2 separate regions of the Rattus norvegicus genome follow, and region 1 is linked to region 2. A link is a contact called in public Hi-C data. All regions are on one chromosome and are shown on one strand. Each heading gives the region's core, a stretch centred on a gene start, on an enhancer-like site or on the middle of the called end of the contact. The rest is flanking DNA. Distances are from core to core; before and after follow the strand shown. Region 1 holds the start of Hyou1 (hypoxia up-regulated 1). Region 2 has its middle 57 kb from the start of Thy1.

Region 1 (2,700 bases), core at 68-2,567, 370 kb before region 2:
AAATCAGTCTGCTTTCCATGGCAAAGACAAAGAAAAAAGGCTAGATCCAGCAACCCTAAACTCAGGTAGGCACTGTGTGCTGTTTTATTCTTTTTTTTTTTTTTTTTTTTGGTTCTTTTTTTCGGAGCTGGGGACTGAACCCAGGGCCTTGCACTTCCTAAGCAAGCGCTCTACCACTGAGCTAAATCCCCAGCCCCGTGCTGTTTTATTCTTACATTTACTCTGCTTTGACACCTCTGCCAGGTACATACCACTCAGTGCCAACAGGTCTGCCAAGAGGACAGCCACCAAGGCCCAACAGAGTAGCCTCCTTGGCCTCTGCCTCCTTACTGTAGCTGCCATTGTGACCCTGGTGGAGGAGGAAAAACACTTGTAACTGGATGCTGAATGAAGAAGGAAACAGAACCACATCCCAGAGCAGACAAGCTCTAAGATTCTTATCTGTTGCACTCTTGGCTAAAAGCACAGCAGCTCGAAACCCTTCTCTTCCTTCCTGGAGAGTTTCAATCATTTTAAACATCCTCCCAGGTGTCCTACATTCGGGCCGAAGCAAAAAGGCCTTCAACCACTTATTTAGACAAAGGAGGAGGAGGTTCGACCTTTTTTCCGTCCATGTACAGGCAAGTAATTGGCACACCACAGCACTGTACCTGTCAAACACCTGGAGCATGGCTATGACCCTCGAAATTGGCTCAACTACTTTATACCTGGAGCTCCCCTGGTGGCAGGGAAAGCCAGGCTGAGCCTGGACAGGAACTGGAAGGTGATGATGTTGGGGATGGCTGGCATAAATGGGTTTGTCCCCTTTTCTGCAGCCCTGGAGCATTGTCCAGCCCACCCTCCTTGCCCATCCCAATCCTGGGCCCCGCTGCCTACGCAGACGTTGTGCAGGCTAAGGTTACTAGCCGGATGAGTGTTCACCTAAGCCTCACCTGATGAAGGTGGAAGATCCCACTCCCAGAAATGGATTCCGGCCCACCCCGAGCGCGAGGGGGCAGCTCAGCGCCTGAACTTCAAGGCCGAAGGGACCGGTGTCCGTACGGCCCTCGCTCCCGCTACTGGCCCGCCCCCGAAGCTAGCACGCTGCCTCCCCTAGGAGCCGCGGCCCGACCGCTGCTCCATCCTCACCCCTGCTCCCTCTGGCCTTCAGCTCCTGCGCCCCTCGCTCCAGGTTCAACACGGCGAGGACGTACCCACAGGGCCGGCAGCACGACCCCAACCCCAGGCCCTTCACAACTCCCCTTCGTTTGCAAACTGTTACAGTGGCCACCAACCTCTTAGCAGCGTCTCGCGTACCAGCCGGCCCCGGACGCGGCGCACGCTCATTGGCGCCTCCGCTGCCCGGCCCAGCTCTGCGCACCTGGTCCCGCCCCCGAGACCCGGCGCACGTCCCCATTGGGCCACGTAGAAGACCCGCCCCTCTCCGGCTCCGCCCCCAAGGCCGGAGCTGGGCCTGAGTACCGGTTGGGACGAAACTGCCGGTGCTGGCTGCGGATTGGCCCACGTCACGGTTCGCGGCCTGCTCCTCGCGGGACTTCTTCCAACCTTGGTGCTAGACGCTTCGATGCGGAACCTTAGCCGGGCCCCGCGTGGGAGCAGGTGCGCCCGTGGGATATGAAGTCCGCGGCCTTCTTCCGGTTACCTGGGGCATCCGCACGAAGGAATAGTACTGAGCTGCATTCGCTGCAGCGCCTACGTTTGCCCTGGGCTTGGGCATGCTATCTGAGGACCGCTGCGTTACTCGAACCTTCCGGTTTCATTGAAGAAATATATCCCATTAAAATGATGTTTGCTGATGGGCGGGAGATGAGCCGTGTTTGTGACAGAACTTGGCTTTAACTCTGAACCTCGATTTGGTACTGTCACTTTCTTTTTAGGGCTGGGAACGTAGCTCAGTGATACCGCTCTTGTCTGTTGCACTTGAGGCTCTGGATTCCATCAACAGCACTGTTCAAAAATAAAAAGGAAAGAAGTTAATATTCACGTGATATAAAAATTATAAACAGGCTGGAGGGTGGTGGCCTTTAGTCTTAGCACTTGGGAGGCAGAGGCAGGCAGATCTCTACGTGCTTCAAGCCCAGCCCGTCTACAGTGCAAGTTCCACAACTACCCAGAGAAACCCTGTCTCAAAAAACCAAACACACACACGCAAACACACGAAGGAGAGGAGGGAGGGAGGGAGGAAGGAAAAGGAAAAAAAAAAAAGAGCGCTTGCCTAGCAAGCACAAGGCCCTGGGTTCGGTCCCCAGCCCCGAAAAAAAAAAGAAAGAAAGAAAAAAAAGAGAAAAGAAACAGACCTTTGCTTAAAGTTATAAGGCAGTGTAACCACACCAGAGGAAACAAATGCAGTCTTGGAAAGATTTATTAAAAAAAAGTAAATCCCCGACACAACCCTCCACTCTCATCTATAGCATGTTAAGGTTCTTGCTCATTTTGATTTGCACACATATCTCTCTCTAGAAAAGTAACATTTTCTGAACAATAACAAAAAACCACAGTTATTTGCTATTTTTCAACCAAGAATTTTCTATTTGGTGGGATTTGCCTCCTTACGACTGTACAACATTGTGTACAACACTGCATAGTGTGGGGTTTATCTGCCATAGTGATGGGCATGTAAGTTGTCGGTCCTATCCCTTTTATGTGTGCAATGCACACGTATATGGTGTGTGTGTGTGTGTGTGTGTGTGTGTGTGCGCG
Region 2 (2,700 bases), core at 165-2,664:
GTATATGGCTTATGTGTAAGTTCCTTACAACTGTACTAAGAGGAGAAATTCGGTTCTTCTGTCCCAATAGCCACACTTCAGATGCTCAGTGTCTATGTGTGGCTAGAGATGGTGGCGCCCAGGGGACAGTACAGATACAGAACACCACAGGAAGTTCCATTAGTCAGCGCTACCAAGGAACAAGCTTTGGAAAACATCCTCCCCCTGGATTCTTTCCCACTTTGACAAGGAGGGGGAGGAGATCTCAATGTGTCCAACTCAGGGTGTGAGGGACCAGGACATCCGGTAATGTGCATTGTTGGATGGCTAGATGCATGGCGTGCACATGTATATATGGGTGGATATACATATACAGAACATACAGAATATATGGTGGTACGTATGTTTATATGCATGTGTATATGACATATGTATGTATACAGATGTATGTATCTATGTATCTATGTATGAATATGTGTTTCTGAATTCCTGTACTCCTGAAACTCCTATCTGTGACTGCCCCGGGGGTTGGGGGCTGGGGGTTGGGGAGTTGGGGGGTTGGGGGGTTGGGGGATTGGGGGCTGGGGAGTTGGGGGGTTGGGGGCTGGGGGTTAGGGATTGGGGGGTTGGGGGCTGGGGGTGGGAGGAGCAGCGTTGCTTCTGAGCTAGTCAGTTTTGTCATCTGTACACAAATTAGAGTCACCTGGGAAGAGGGTCGCTCGCCTGAAGAACCACCTCCATTAGATTGGTCTGCGGGCATGTCTGTAAGGCGTTTTCTTAATATCTTTTTTTTTTTTTTTTTTTGGTTCTTTTTTTTCAGAGCTGGGGATCGAACCCAGGGCCTTGCGCTTCCTAGGCAAGTGCTCTACCACTGAGCTAAATCCCCAACCCCCTTAATTTCTAACTATTACAGGAGGGCCCGGACCAGTGGGAGTGGCCCTTCCCTAGAAGGGCCATATAAGCCATCGCCCCCTCTAGACCCTCATCATCTGAGGCAGTGTGGAGATGAGAGCAGTGAGCTGGCCCTGCCCCTTGCCAGCCACAGCCCCTGGGAGAGTGGGCCCTGCCTTGCTACTGGGCAGCCCAGTGGAGCTGACTCCAGAGGCATGGGTGTGGGTGTGGGTGTGGGTGAACCGGCCTGGAGGGCATGAGAGTGGGAGAGCTGACCCTGCCTCCTGCCAGAGGCTGTGTGGCCCAGCTAGTGCTGGGAACTCCCTGGTGGCTGGCGCTCGGTTAAGGGAGAGCTGCCACCCAGGCCCAGATCCAGGGCTCCATGTTGGCTCACCCTAAAATCTACATCATCTGTGAACTGCTGGGACATGTGAAAGGGCCAGCCCTGCTGATCCAAAGCTGCGGGATCTCATGTCACAGGGCAACACAGGACAACTGGGCGGAGTCGCGGTGAGGATCCAGTACTGACAGTGTGGCAGAAGCCAGCGATCTCGAACCAGACCAGTGACTCACTGCAATGAACATTCGCAAGTGAAGCTGTGTGGACAGAGGGATACACTGTGGGACACACTGACACACTGTGGGGAGATGTTTTCTATGCTTTGTTTAGTTTTTTTTGGGAGGGTGGTTGCAAGGGCAGAGGGCAGATACAGGGGGATGGGGGGGATGAGTGGGACTGGGGTGCATGATGTGAAAAAGAATAACTAAAAAGTCAAAAATAATAAACTGGTAAGTTATAGAGGAAGACTAAAAAGGAAAGGAAGATTAAAAAAGAAAGAAGGGAAGGAAGGAAGAAAAAGAAAAAAGGTGAGGGGGGAGGGGGAGGGGGAGGGGGAGGGGGGAGAGGTAGCCCAGCAAGCCAGACAGGCATGGCTGCTCCAGGTCTTTACTACTCTAGTTCCGTCTCGGCTCCCCTTTGTGATGGACTGTCATTGGGAAGTGCACGATGAAATAAACCCTTCCCCCTGCAGCTTGCTTTGGGTTAGTGTGTTTTGTTTTGTTGTTTGTTTTGTTCTGTTGTTTGCCTGTGGGCTGGCAGGTGAGCGGTCCTCTGCTCTCTGCAGATGCTGCCCTGCTCCTGGTTCTGCAGAGGAGCAGAGGTTCCGCTCATGGCCTTCACTTGAAATTGCTTGACTTTGGATGGCTGTCGGTGCATTTGGGGATGTCATGCTTGCGGGAGGGGTGTGTGTCCCTGCAGTTAATGACTGCAGGGCAGCATTAGAGACTCCAAGCTTCGGGTGGAAAAGCTAAGCGGTGTCACAGGTGGAAGTAGCCAAGGTGGCTGCCATGGAGGAGCTTTCTCTGCAGACCTGAACCCAAGAGAGGCACTGAGATACTCGGAGAAGGATGGGGGTAGAGCCTCGAGGCCAGAATCCAGTCCAGGTCGGGGAAGAAAGGAGTTGAGGCAGGCCTAGGGGAGCCCCTAGCCCTAGCAAAGCCTTCCTAGCAAGTGGGTCTGGACATCTTGGGCCTGACGCAGAGGAGGTGGGAGCTGAGCAATGCTCTGACCAGACCATCCCTGGAGGCTGCTCTGCTCTCAGGCCCAGAAGGCTTCTGGGTAACCTCGGCCTGCTTTGGCTGTCATGGAGAGAAGAGCAATGCCTAGGAGGGGAAACTCTGGGTTCACCATACATATTTATTCAGGAACCTGTTTATAAAGACACACCTACATCCACCCCATCACAAACACACCCCTAGACACACACAGGACGATGTGTACACATGCTCTCACATGCATTCACAAATGCACACACATGCAGGTGCAGGCAC

Evidence for each region. Hi-C and Micro-C count contacts between places; a contact is called where the count stands out from the background.
Region 1: a Hi-C map of Schwann cells shows a contact between it and region 2, with 7 times the contacts expected there. The contact joins the promoter of Hyou1 here to the enhancer-like site in region 2. A contact is called at or near these places in 2 of 12 Hi-C or Micro-C datasets (Schwann cells and mammary epithelial cells).

What each region holds. Positions count from the first base shown.
Region 1 is chr8:53,601,499-53,604,198 of GRCr8, reverse strand. It overlaps Hyou1 (hypoxia up-regulated 1), which reads right to left and starts at 1,317. Exons shown (of 26, transcript NM_001034028.1): 1 at 1,275-1,317; 2 at 252-349. The coding sequence starts at 342.
Region 2 is chr8:53,227,780-53,230,479 of GRCr8, reverse strand. No RefSeq gene overlaps it. Among named protein-coding and RNA genes, the nearest start is that of Thy1, 57 kb to the left of the region's middle. Within about 2 kb of position 1,414, at least 7 of the 93 cell types and tissues checked have an H3K27ac peak or open chromatin away from gene starts, as enhancers often do. A contact at or near this core is called in Schwann cells, where this site is marked.